Linked DNA regions of Mus musculus: regions 2 and 3 are each linked to region 1. A link is a contact called in public Hi-C and HiChIP or PLAC-seq data. All regions are on one chromosome and are shown on one strand. Each heading gives the region's core, a stretch centred on a gene start, on an enhancer-like site or on the middle of the called end of the contact. The rest is flanking DNA. Distances are from core to core; before and after follow the strand shown.

What was found. A called contact is a pair of places that touch in the nucleus more often than the background predicts. HiChIP or PLAC-seq counts read pairs in DNA pulled down with a chosen protein or histone mark.
Region 2: a Hi-C map of CD8 T cells shows a contact between it and region 1, with 2.3 times the contacts expected there. The contact joins the promoter of Tnfsf8 here to the enhancer-like site in region 1. A contact is called at or near these places in 2 of 39 promoter capture datasets (both in liver), 4 of 484 Hi-C or Micro-C datasets (CD4 T cells, CD8 T cells and T follicular helper cells), 5 of 115 datasets of contacts at active chromatin or transcription factors (CD8 T cells, bone marrow-derived macrophages, effector CD8 T cells and 1 more) and 1 of 9 other capture datasets (liver).
Region 3: a contact with region 1 is called in an H3K27ac HiChIP or PLAC-seq map of regulatory T cells, with 7 times the contacts expected there. The contact joins two enhancer-like sites. A contact is called at or near these places in 7 of 39 promoter capture datasets (the 3T3-L1 cell line, the HPC-7 cell line, cranial neural crest and 4 more), 8 of 484 Hi-C or Micro-C datasets (CD4 T cells, CD8 T cells, the HL-1 cell line and 4 more) and 6 of 115 datasets of contacts at active chromatin or transcription factors (CD8 T cells, acute myeloid leukemia, embryonic stem cells and 3 more).

What each region holds. Positions count from the first base shown.
Region 1 is chr4:63,386,691-63,390,955 of GRCm38.p6, reverse strand. It overlaps Akna (AT-hook transcription factor), which reads left to right. Exons shown (of 22, transcript NM_001045514.3): 5 at 3,803-3,959. Aknaos (a long non-coding RNA gene) reads right to left here. Exons shown (of 4, transcript XR_003955426.1): 2 at 3,576-4,265; 3 at 2,521-2,765; 4 at 1-2,280. Among named protein-coding and RNA genes, the nearest start is that of Gm52742, 6.5 kb to the left of the region's middle. Within about 2 kb of position 1,770, at least 122 of the 459 cell types and tissues checked have an H3K27ac peak or open chromatin away from gene starts, as enhancers often do. A contact at or near this core is called in CD8 T cells, T follicular helper cells, Th17 cells and 3 more, where this site is marked.
Region 2 is chr4:63,858,965-63,863,229 of GRCm38.p6, reverse strand. Tnfsf8 (tumor necrosis factor (ligand) superfamily, member 8) reads left to right here and starts at 1,946. Exons shown (of 4, transcript NM_009403.3): 1 at 1,946-2,380. The coding sequence starts at 2,171.
Region 3 is chr4:63,840,295-63,844,559 of GRCm38.p6, reverse strand. All of the region lies in intron 2 of Tnfsf8 (tumor necrosis factor (ligand) superfamily, member 8), which reads left to right. Among named protein-coding and RNA genes, the nearest start is that of Tnfsf8, 19 kb to the left of the region's middle. Within about 2 kb of position 2,464, at least 23 of the 459 cell types and tissues checked have an H3K27ac peak or open chromatin away from gene starts, as enhancers often do. A contact at or near this core is called in CD8 T cells, Th17 cells and regulatory T cells, where this site is marked.

The DNA.
Region 1 (4,265 bases), core at 521-3,020:
AGTGATTGCACTGAAAATGGCCCATAATTCCCTCCACCCCAGCCTCATTGCCATTTTGGGAGTAACTGGGGCACAGCTCAGGGTCCCAACTTGCAGGGGAGAACAGGGGATCAGGGCCCACAGATGCTTCAATTTCTGAGTTCCATGTTCTCTACCAGAAGATGTTCTCCACAAAGTCCACCTGAACGGACCTGAATTAGGAGAAACCTGAATGAGAGGTTCTGGATCCCATCGGCTTCCTGTCTCTCACAGGGATCTTTGAACATGACTTCTCTAGCACCTGCTGAGGCTCTGGCCAGAGCCCAGAACAATGTAGGGGGCAGGGCTGGGCCCACCCAAGAGGGAACCAGGCTGGAATACACCCTCTGTGGTGGGGAACTGGGAACCACAGTCCGATGGAACTGAGACCAACATCAGCTGAACCAGAATCCAGTCCCAGACTAAGGGTGTCCCCTCCACTTGCAGACAAAAGGCTAAGCTGTGAGTGTCCTAGAGCAAGTGTGAGACACAAAGGTGGCACGTCCCCGTGGATCTGTCTGTTCTTTGCAGATGGTATAGTTTCCTCAGGTCTGGGATCCCTAGATCTGGTCCAGCATGGTGTGTGGGACAAGCCTACAGACAGGCAGGCCATGGTGATAGGAGAATATCCACTGGTGATTCTGTTAACTGCTATCCTAAGTCATTTACAACTGGGCACAGAGATAACCTCTCTGTCACATAAAACCTAGCAGGGTCACACAAGGTAGAGGTGCCCGAGCTAGGTTTTGACCCTGAACACTGGCTGCAGGGCCCATGGCTCACTTACTCTGACAAAGCCAAGCCAGCAACGCTCACCGAATCTGCAGCCAGAAAAACTGCCAGGGAAGGCCGAGCTTAGATCTAGGAGCGTCTAGGAACCACACAGTCTGGGGAGCATGGGCTAGGGGACCAGGACTAATTAGGAGTCATGGGTGGGCTTTACTCTGTGTGCTGACTCTAGAATCTGTGGTGATGTCACCACTCGCTGTCCTATTGCGACTTCCTCCCAGCTCCTGTCTCGGCTTTAGGGGGATGTGAAACCGGTGAGGAGACAGAAGCCACCCTTAAAGGAATTGGGGATGATGTCAGCACCTTTCGTGAAGTGTGTTCTGCTGCCACTCTGGAGCAGAAGCTCCTGATGGGGTTCAGTGTATATGGGGGGGGGGGGGCGAGGGCGGCTGTGTTTTCTTCCCACCCCTTTTGCCCCATTCATAGAGCTCATTACCATTTTAAAGGCTTGAGACCCCATCTGTGCCCAGAATACTCATAGGTTTAACCCCATGTTTCCCAAACTCGCTGGTCCACCCTGCACAGAGTCCCTAGGGCTTCTGAGTGTCACTGCATGGCAGTGTCACTGTCTGTCCAGAATGGCAGGTCATGGCAGGCACAGGCCCTACGGCTCAGCAGTTGCTAAGTGCCCTCCCTACTCCCTACTTCCTCTGGATGGCCAGGGCCTCACAGTCCTGGGGCTCTGTCTCCCTCGTTTCCATCCTCTGTATCTGGAAGCTGCCAGGTTCCTGCTGCTCCTCAGGTGGGGCCTTGGCACAGTGGGCGGGGAACACAAGAGGGCAGGGCCACCCCTGGGATTTGGGTCACCTCAGGAAGAAAAGGGTGTTGATAGGCAGGCCCCCACAGGCGAAGCTGAGCAGATGGCCCAGAGGATTATGAAAATCCAGCTTTGTTCTCAGCTAGGGAGGCTCAGGCAGGGGGAGGCAGTGTCACCAAATTACACTTGAGACAGCCAGGCTTCAAAGAACAGCTTATGCAAAGGGGCTTCCTGTCTGAAGGCTGTGGAACTCCTAAGTCAGGCCTATCTTCAGCTGCTTAGTCCCGATCATGGGGTGGCAGAGAGCAGTCAGGATAGCCCACCTGAGCTCTTAAATGGGTAGTAAGGCATCATAGGAGTGTATCTTTTTTACTGGTCCACTTTCACGGTGGCCATATTCACATAAGGATAGGGAGGATGTTGAAGATACAGGGATGATGGTTAAGGTTACGGTAATGGTGAAGACTATGATGGTGCTGATGGGAGTGATGTGGTGATGGTACTATTGGTGTTGCGCTGACGACAGGGAGGATGGTGATGGTGGAGATGCTGGTGACTGTATTAGTTACTCTCTTATTGCTATGATAAGATACCATGACCAGCCAACATACAGAAGGAGGGAGTTAGGTGGGTTTATGGCTCAAGGGTCCATCACCATCACGGTGGAGAAGCACAGTTGGCAGTCTGAACAGCAAGCTGAGCGCTCACAGCATAAACTACAAGCAGAAAGCAGAGGGAGCAAACTGAGACTTGCGTGTGGCACTCGAAGCCTCAGCGCTCGCTCACCCCAGTGATACACTTCCTTCAGCAAGGCCACATCGCCTAGTCCTACCCCCCCCCCCCCCACCAAAATGCCACCAGCTGGGACCAAGTATTCAAATTCCAAAGCTATTGGGGACAGTCTCTTCCAGACGATCACAGTTCACAGTGCCAGGTGAGAGCTACCATTTACTTACACTGACTTCATGCACGGTGATGCCAACTGTGCCATCCACTCCAGAACTGAGGTGTATCATGACGGAGCCTGAGTCGGTGCCTGGCCTCTGACTTTGGAGCACACATTAAGCCAAGCAAGCCAGACTGAGTATTTTCAGCTGTGGTTTCCACAACCTCTGTCAGGGCCGGCCCAGCTTGGCTGCTACGGTGTGAAAGCTGCCATTGGTGGCACACGATGGCAGATGTGCCTGCAGCCAGGGAGCCCCTGGATACAAAAGCAGACCCTGGCTCCCCATCTGTGTTCACACCCCTGCTTGGAACCAGGATTCCCTCCTGCTGAGCTCCAGTGTATCCCCCCCCCCCATCAGCTGCCCCCCTCCCTACACACTTCCCACACCATCTTCAAGGTCAGAGCACAACTAGAAGGCTCTGTTTGTGCACGTAACATCTCCTTCCTTCATTCAGACAGCCATCTACTATTTACTGTTTATCATTATCAATGTAGTTATTATTGGAAATATTTCATTAAAACGTTAATGATTATCATATATGTGTTACACACATATAATAACCATCACTAGTAACCATTATTGTTACCAGTGTAAGAGCTAGCTGGTGATCTCTTGTGGCACTTAACTTCTGGGAGTCTAGGGCTCGTAGGGGCTCACAGAGACTGAAGCGTCAATCTCGGAGCCCGCATGGGCCTGTGCTAGGTCCTCTGCATATATGTTATGGTTGCTTAGCTTGGGTTTTTTGTGGGGCTCCTAAAAGTGGGAGTGGGGGGTGTCTCTTACTGTTTTGCCTGCTCTTGGGACCCCTTTTCTCTTACTGGGTTGCCTCGCCAGCCTTGATATGAGAGTTTGTTCCTTGTATTATTGTAACTGGTTAAGCTGTGTTCCATTGATATCTCTGTGAGGCCTGCTCTTTTCTGAAGGGACACGGAGGAGCAGTGGATCTGTGCGGGAGGGGAACTGGGGGGAGGAACTGGGAGGAGTGAGGGAGGGAAGGCTGCTGTCAGGATATATCGTAGGAGAGACGAATTTACAAAAAGAAAAACAGGGAAAGTCATCCCTACCTGCCTCGTTTTCAGGACCTCTGGAAAGACAATAGGAGGCGGCTTTTAAGTCCTCCGCCCAGTGTAGGACCCACTGAAAAGTGGTGTTCGTGATTCCCAGGCTAAGGATGGGGCTCCTGTGTGGTGGAAGGAGGAAGGAGGAAGCCTGGATAACAGATGCGCTGTGGCCTCTTTGCAGTGAGCTCGCCCTGTCTGACTCCTTCCCTCCCTGCCTCCCTCTTCCTCAGGTGCACCTGTATTCAGACCCACCACAGCCCAGTCAGAGCTTCTGCTCGGGGTCAATGCCACAAGGAAGCAAGGTCTTATCCTTCTCTATCCCGCAACCCAGAGTAGCAGAGTGGTGGCCTGACCCTGCCCAGGATCCACAGGCCTCTGAGGCCACAGGTGAGTTGGGGAAGGAGCCAGGGCTTTTAAGCATCCCCCTGCTCATGGAGGGAGAACCTTAGGTCCACCCTGGGGACCATCCAGGGAGAGCCTTGGCTCAGCCACCTGGCCTGTTGGTTCTGTGGCGTGAGCAGTGTTCTCCCTGAGCCCATTGTAGACCCTGAAATGGACACATATGGCCCCAGTTAGTCCTCACACGGAGCTGGTGAGCAACACAAGATTTATAACACCAGCTTTTATAGTCCCGGGATAGTTGGAAGACTTGGGGCTCAGAGAGGCAAAGGTATACTGGGGTCACATAGCTTG
Region 2 (4,265 bases), core at 697-3,196, 470 kb before region 1:
AGAACAAAGGGTGATTTTCCCCCTTGTCAGCCCTCCCTCCTAGGACAATGTACAATATGCAAAACTGTAAGTATAAGACAAACATTTTTTTCCACTGCCTCCTCAGCCCCATGGGCCTTCAGGAAGACCTGAACTTTAAACGAAGCCTTTTTATTTTTCAACACCCACAGCTTCCATTCAGCAATCAGAAGTTTTCCACTTCGATCAAAGGGGCTAAACAGAGAGGGCCAAGGGAGCAGCCGGTTCTCAGCAGCTCTGGGCAGATTGCCACCCACTCCCTGTCCGTACCTACCAAAGGACAAGGCTTTCTCCCCAAATCAAACAAGTGTACCCCCCCAAAACACTAACTTGCCTTGCCCTATCTAAACCAGCAGGACAAGTGGCTAAGGACAAATCTGTCTTCCAAACCCCAGGCTCAGTTTCCTTGACAACCAGATGGAGACACTGCCCTCGAAGAAGATACTCACCAGTTCATTCCTCACTACCTATCCCTCCTCTGTGGTTTTTCATTTTATAAACTCACCAAAAAGGGCCTCTAGACCATCTCCTAAGTCTAAGCTGCCTTGCAGAATGCTCAAAGAGAGATCTACACAGATCCAGAAAGCTAAATAATCTGAGCTGGGCTTTGGATCCGGCATTTCTTTGGGGCTTCTGACATGTCCTGTGACCTGCAGAGGTAGTGTATAGTCAAAAGAGAAGGTGCTGTCTACCTCAAGGGAAATAGCAAGTGAGGTTTCAGAAGGCCACATCTGGAGGCAGCTCTGAAGCTTTTAGAGAATATTCTGAAAGAAAGGTCATTCATAGCAACAGATACGATCCAGCTCTGTGTCCCAGAAATCTATTTATTATATGAAATTCCAGACATGGCCCAGAGGGCAACTTGGGCTGTTTAACAGGAATTGTTCAACAACAGCTGCCAAGTCCATTCCCATTCAGGAAGCCCTCTTACATCATCCTGTTTGATCTTCCCCATGACTGCAAAGCAGACTGGGGTGAAAGCAGGGGCTGCGTTGACTTATTCAAGGAGCAATGCTGAGAAGAGGAAAGGCTAAGATGCAACCTGAGGTTTTCAGCCTGTAAGGAAAGGGTCCGGCAGGCTTTTGGAGCCAGGCTGGTTTGCATATACCACCAAGTTTTACCATTAGATTAACACTGGTAGATTTGATTAAGAATGCTTTTATGCTGGGTCTCAGTTCTCTATGCTGTGAAGAAGAAATACTACTTGCCTCTGAGGCTGGTGACGAGTGTGAAGTCAGCCTCTAAGCCAAGTTCCCAAGACTGTACCTGAGCCAGAATGTTCAATTCTAGTAACCTCTGTCCACAAACTCATCACAAACACCTGGAACACTATTTGCACCCCCATACAACCCACAGACACTTCACACACTCGTTCCACAGCACTGAGCCTCCCCTTCCTGACCCCCTCACTAATTTCTTCCCCTAGTATGAACTTTAGGGCAAGCCAGTTTCATCGGCAAATTTAACAGCCCTGGAGAGCACCCTGCAAGAGATAGAGGAGCTTTGGTTCAACAGCAAATTATTTCCAAATTCCTCTTCTCTCACCATGTCTTTGAAACTATCCTCAAATATCCTACTGCCACAACCTTGTCTCCAGGTAGGTAAATGCCCAAACAGTGGGCTCTTCTTTCCCAGAAATGGGTATGTTTCCAGTTTAGAGCATGCTGTAATTGTTGGACAACCCCAACAGTCATTGTGCTGCTGACAAAGGACTGCCATCTCCAGGGACCCAGCAAAGAGACTAATCTGGAAGCTTCCTGGGCCACCAGCATGGATCATGCAGTGTGCAGGGTCCCCGCGGCAAGGCGTTCTGTGGCTGAGCCTAAAGGAAACAGAAGTGGTTGGTGTACACTCACGCGGAACTGTCTCCTTCCTACCACCCGCTGACATCAACCATCGTCTATCTCGCTACAATTTCTCTGCACTCAGATTAATCCCAGGCGATGAAAAATGAACCTCTCCCCCACCCTTGCAGCCACCCTTCGCCTCACGCCCCCAGAGAAGAGTTTCTCCATCCGGCAACTGGTGAAGGCTTTTTTCCAAGTCACATGATCCAGGATGCAGGGGAAAATCCTTCTTGGAACAGAGCTGGGTACAGAACCGAATCAGATGAGGAGAGATAAGGTGTGATGTGGGACAGACTATATAAAGCATGGAGCCAGGGCTGCAACAAGCAGGCAGCTGTGGGGCTCCTTCCCCTGACCCAGCCATGCAGGTGCAGCCCGGCTCGGTAGCCAGCCCCTGGAGAAGCACGAGGCCCTGGAGAAGCACAAGTCGCAGCTACTTCTACCTCAGCACCACCGCACTGGTGTGCCTTGTTGTGGCAGTGGCGATCATTCTGGTACTGGTAGTCCAGAAAAAGGTGAGTAAACATCTTTTTTCTGCTTTTCTTTCCTCATTTATAATGTGTGTCCTCTAGAGGAACAGCTCTGGGAAGCTAATGAATAGTTTAACTAGGAGCAAAAAAAAAAAAAAAAAAAAAAAAAAATTTAAAAAGTGAAAATAAGTAAAACTATGCATATATAGAGAGAGATTATATCAGAGAAAAGGGGAAAAACTAGAAATGAACTTTCTGCACTCAGTGGGAATTTTTTAAAAGAAATAGAACTGGACATGAGCTCAAAAATTTCCAGATGTACTGGAGCCAACAGAAGAGCTGCTGACCTTGAGAAGTTAAGATTGAAGCCCAGATGGGTCACAGCCTCACAGTATGGAGGGAGGAAGCATAGGGAGCCCTGATGGCGAGTGCGCATGTGGGTATCACCTCTGTAAGGCGCTCATCCTAATTCTAAGGTTATGTCCTCAATCCGTGCTCCCAGGACTTCTGAGGCCTCTCTTTTGCCGAGAGTCTGTTGTTGCTATTGTTTGTTTGTTTGTTGTGGTTGTTTTCTTGCTTGCTTGCTTGTTTTTAGTGAGGAGCTACTTTTTAAAGACTGTGATATTTGAGAGAGAGAGAGAGAGAGAGAGAGAGAGAGAGAGAGGGAGAGAGAGAGGGAGAGGGAGAGAGAGAGAGAGAGAGAGAGAGAGAGAGAGAGAGAGAGAGAGAGAGGCCAAGTCTTCCCAGAGCTCTGCTATTTCAATGTTAAAACCCACAAAAGAAATCGAAAGCTTCCTCACAAGCCACTGGCTTTGAAGAGTTCAGGGTGTTGAAAAGTAGCAGTGTTTTTGTCACCTGTACCCTCTGAGATGCACACATAATGTGCAGGGCCACACCATCTTGGGAAATTTCGTTTGTTTGAAATGGGGGTAGGGGGAGAAAGTCAAACCGTAGCTTAGAAAAGTATCCTTGAGAGAGAACTCTTACACACTGTCTGGAAAGGACTGCGTGGTCAGCTCACATGACTCACAGGCTTGGGGTGAGATCCAGGCATGGTGATTTGGATACTGTATGAATACCACTGGTGCAACACCCTGCCCAAGTGTGAACTCACCTAATTTATAATTCTTCCAAGTTGCCTTGGACCACAGACTCTGCAGCATACTAGTTGCTGAAAGCTAGGGCCTTACAAGTATCAGCAAGTATGGATATTGAAATAAAGCTTTAAAGCTCCTTCCTCCTTGGCAGTGTAAGAAGGGAGTTATTCACACTTGGCCTGCAGAGCTGATGGGACACATCAGTTCATGGATCGTTTGCATCAGGCCAAGAAGGACTCGCAGACAAACCTCTGGGCACTTTCTCTTCTCTCCACATTCTCTACTTTCTGTCACTCTGATTTTCCATACACCAGATGTATATTGTTTTGCAGTAATGGCCAGGCAAGAGAGATTAGAGTAGCCTGAAGACATTTGTCATTCAGAGGACACAGGCAGAACTGCTGGGTGTGGGGAAGAAGCCAAGGTGGGGAAGGCTGATGGTGGCACTGTGCAGAAGCAGCTCCCATCCACTGTTGAAATGATTCCTCCTGTGAAATCTGCACAGGCTTCTGCCCTGTTTCTGCAGAGGCACAAAATGAAGCACAGACAGGGGACAGGGCTTACAGTCAAGCACCCTGAGCAAGTGGTACAGTAGGGGCTGCTTAGTGGCTCTTGGTTGCTCTGTGAGAATGCTGTTCCCTTTGCTTGCCCTGATGGTGGCAGAAACATTCTCATTCTTCTCTCAGAGATTTTTCCTCTTGTGTCTGTTGATCTGACTTACCTCCGTGCCTGGGTATAGAACGGTGCACAGTCTGTGTGTAAGCTCTAGTATGCTGTGATTTTTTTTTACGTGTCAGATACTTGCTCACAAGCTAGGGCTTTCCATTTTAATG
Region 3 (4,265 bases), core at 1,215-3,714, 450 kb before region 1:
CTTAAACAGCCCCACCACCAACTGTCAGGCCCATCAGTCTTTAACATGCATTACCTGCAATGAAGTGCCCTAGAGTCAGATGTGTTTACCTTACTACCACAACAGGTCAGCACTTCCAGCTCCCAAAAGCCTTCACAGTATTGATGTGGATCCTAACTTCATTTTAACCCATTTCTGTTCATTGTTTTCTCTGTGTTCAACAATAAGCATGCTGTCTATTAGGGATTTTTTTTTTCAAGGACCGTTGTGAATCCAGAGTCTCCCTTTTACATATGACTTCTCTTGAGATTCCTGTCTATATCATAAATATTCTTGGCCTGGTAGCATCAAGGAAATGGTTAGATTTGAAGGAATGTCTGTGAAGTGACCCTTTGCACAATGCCCGCCAGGTTAAGAGTTCCCATTGATCCCAAATTCGGCTGGGAATGAAGATTCCTCTAGATGTCGCTGTTGGGACTTTCCCTGGGTATTCATTCTCCAGGGAAGAAGAAACTAAAACGTTTCTTCTGTTTCTTCAAAGATTAAGATATTTCCAAGAGGTCTTCACCCTCCCCTCCCCCACAAAATCAGAGAGTCTCAAACAATTGTGTAGAGAACTGAGAAAACCTACTCTCACAGGCGATACAGTGTTTCATCCCTCCCCGCCCCACCCCTTCAAATCAGAGAGCCTCAAACAATTGTGTCCAGAAGTGGGAAACTCTACTCTCACAGGTAATACAGTGTTTCATTTTAATGAGCATCTCGTTATCTAATCCTCTCTGTATGGCATCACAGAGCTATCCCAAGAAAACAAGAAAAAGAGACAAAAAGAAAAGCGACCTCACATTCTCAGAGTCACGGCTAGCCATGTGCTGTGTCTGTTACTAGACATCTGTAATCTTAATGTGTGTCATATTAGCTACGCATCTCTGTTGAGTGTCACTGGGTTTACTTCACTGGTACAGTAAGGAGCTGAAGTTCTGGGAGAGGAAATGACGGATCCAACACCTTCACTAGAACCACATGTTCTCTGAGAAGCACCATCTGCCCGGTCCTTATAGGAGTCGTTCTGAAGAAGTTGACTAGGTCACAAATCATCTGACTCGAAAGCCCCATTTCCCTGACCTGTGACTTGACCCGGGCACTCTCCCAGACTCAGGATCAGGAAGGCACCCTGAAGCTGCTTTCCCAGCAACGTCCTCCAGCTGTCTCCTGAGGCTTCAGTCCCGGGTGTGTGTAATGGCTACAGACTCATCTCTCCTCCCTTTAACCCTCACTGCTCTAGAATGATCTAGAAAGGCATTTCTACATCTCAGTCAACAATGTTCCCCATCTAAATAGGAACGCTAAAATCTGAAAGAGAATATTCCAGACTCCCAACATCCAAACATCAACTAAGCCTCTTCTCTCAGAATAAACCCCTCCAGACTCAGGCACTGAGGAGACAGATTGCAGAGATACAGTCTAGATGCTCAGTCCACAAATCTCTGGAGCCACAGCAAGATTCCTACTGCCTGGGGCACCTATACAAGTCTTCATATCCACAATAGACTATCTTATCATGGGTTCACAAGCTGATGAGACTTGAGTTGCATGACTGGTACCCCACAAAATATTGTCTAGGTCTTAGCAAGATCCCTGTGACTTTCAAAGCGGCCAGCCCACTTTTTGAACAGCACTGACTGGCCAAATATTCAAGCTCCCATCTCTGTGACTTGGGTTATAACTTGGGTGTCCTTCTTATATGTCTGCCCCGGAAACCATGTGAGGAAAAGGAGATCAGAGTGGTGTTAGTTGTCAGCTGAGAGCATTTTAAGCCTTCAGAAGCCACTAAGACTCTTGGGGTTTGAACCCCACCACGCATCCTTCACTCTTCTTTTGCTGACACCTCCAAAAGTGAAGTAACAGAGATGGCACCCTTCTCCAAGGTCTTCTTCCAGCTCAACAGTGTCAATCTCTCAATACCCAGCCCCTCCTTGAACCAACTCCAGCAATGGCATTCTTAGAAGGAGAAGCCTGTGCTTAGTCTTAAGCATGAAACTATCTAATCAATTCTTGAAGAAAAACTACAGTATGCCTGCCATTTGACTTCAGGAAATGCAAATGCTTCAAAATAAGGTAGACTTTTTCCATCATTGGGTTTCTCAGAATTACAGCTGAGGTCACCCCACTGTACACATGAAGACCAAAGGGGAAAAACAGAAGAAAAAAACGCCTGCATGTGTGAGAGACAAGCCTGGGCTTGTACTTCTGCCACCATCTGTAGATGCTCAGCTCTGGCAGATATCACCACAAGCCACCTGATACAGAGGGACCTTAGGACTAGAGAGATAGAGCCTGTTTTTGATGTGACATCCTGGCTTTGATCCAGGGCATGAATCCTACTTTTCCACCTAACTTAGAATCTGTGAGAGTCAGGCCAATATTCTCCCTGCCAGGGGAAAAAGCAAGCACTCCTTCTCACTACACTGATGCCCTTAGCACTGGTCCAGCCAGAGCTACAGAAGGAAATAAGAGAGATGGTCTAGTTGACTCCACTCAGCAAATGCATCTTCTTGGCTGATCAGTAGGAGAGACTAAACAGTAGTCTCTGCCAGGATGTGTTTTAAAGGACAACTGGCTTGATAGAGGCAGGGCATTCCACTTGACAGGAACCAGAGGTATGCAGGTGGAAGCATATCCATGTAGTTGTGTACTGGAGCTGCACGTCTCCAAACTTGTGTAGAGTGGGGGGAAATCCGTTTGGGCATTAGAGTCACACTGACTGAGTTTTGATCTCCACCCTACTAGCAACTAGATGTGTGGCTGAGAACAAGCCAGTTAACCCTTTCTTATTCATCTATTTATTTATTTATATTCCAACTGCTGCACCCTCATCCCATTCCTCCCTCACAGAGTCCTTCTTCCCATTTCCCCTCCCCTTCTCCTCTAGGAGGATGCTCCCCCACTCCTCACCCATATATCCCCTCCCACCCTGGAATATCAAGTCCCTGCAGGATTAATTATGCACATCCTCTCCTGCTGAGGCAATACAAAGCAGTCCTCTGCTTCATACTTCATACGGCATCTGCATCTGTTTCAGTCAGCTGCCGGGTAGAGCATCTCAGAGGACAGTTATGCTAGACTCCTGTCTGCAAGCACAACATGGCATCCGTAATAGTGTCAGAGATTAGTGTTTACCCAAGGGATAGGTCTCAAGTTGGGCCGTTATTGTTTGGCCATTTCTTCAGTCTCTGCTCCATCTTTGCCCACCCTCCAGTTAAACTTTTAAAACCTATAGTTTCTAATGTAAATAACAGAGATAACTGTAAACTATCTCTCATGGGATGATTGTAAAAATTAAATCTCTTATGGGATGCTTGTAAAAAAATGTAAAAATGAAATCATGGCTGTAGCATGCTCAGTAAAACATTACAGAAATAGTCAACATTAGTTATGATGGTGGTAGTGGTGATGACATTTATTACTATTAAGACACAGAATAAAATGAGGGAGGGTATGGGCTGATACTGGAGAGATTGGGAGGAGTCAAAAGCCCATCAGAGCTGTAGGGAACATAAATTAGAAAGTGATTCACAGCAAAGAGAGTCCGATTTGCATCTCTCTGGTTTCTTTTGGTTGATGTTCTACAGTCCCAAAGATGAGATTGGACAACAGTCACACTTCCTTAGACTATTACACTTTGGGATCAAATTTCTGGTTATACACATCCACGAGTATGTGCAGGGCAGCAACAAGCCTCACAAGAACACTGCTTAGATGATAATTATGGGCTAAGATCTAGAGAGTGGAAGCTGGCCTTCAGCCTTTGATGGGCCAGAAGCCCCGTGTGAGTCCAGAACAGCTAGAGATGAATACTGCCCCTACTTCTGCTGGGGGTTCCTCTAGTAGTGAGCTTGCTCAGACAGCAGAGGGAACCCTTCACTCAGCTTCTAGCTGTTCTCGGGGCCCCAGGGTCTTTCTCGAATGAATCTGGACAATAAGATAAAGGAAGTAACTGGTAGTACCCATGTGTCTCTGTTTAGTTTCTGTTTCCAGGATCTGTCCGTTGGTGAGTCGGGTGTTGAAGTCTCCCACTATTATTGTGTGAGGTGCAATGTGTGCTTTGAGCTTTACTAAAGTTTCTTTAATGAATGTGGCTGCCCTTGCGTTTGGAGCATAGATATTTAGAATTGAGAGTTCATTTTGTAGATGAACTTTTGGTAGATTTTTACCTTTGATGAGTATGAAGTGCCCCTTCTTGTCTTTTTAGATAACTTTGAGTTGGAAGTCAATTTTATTTGATA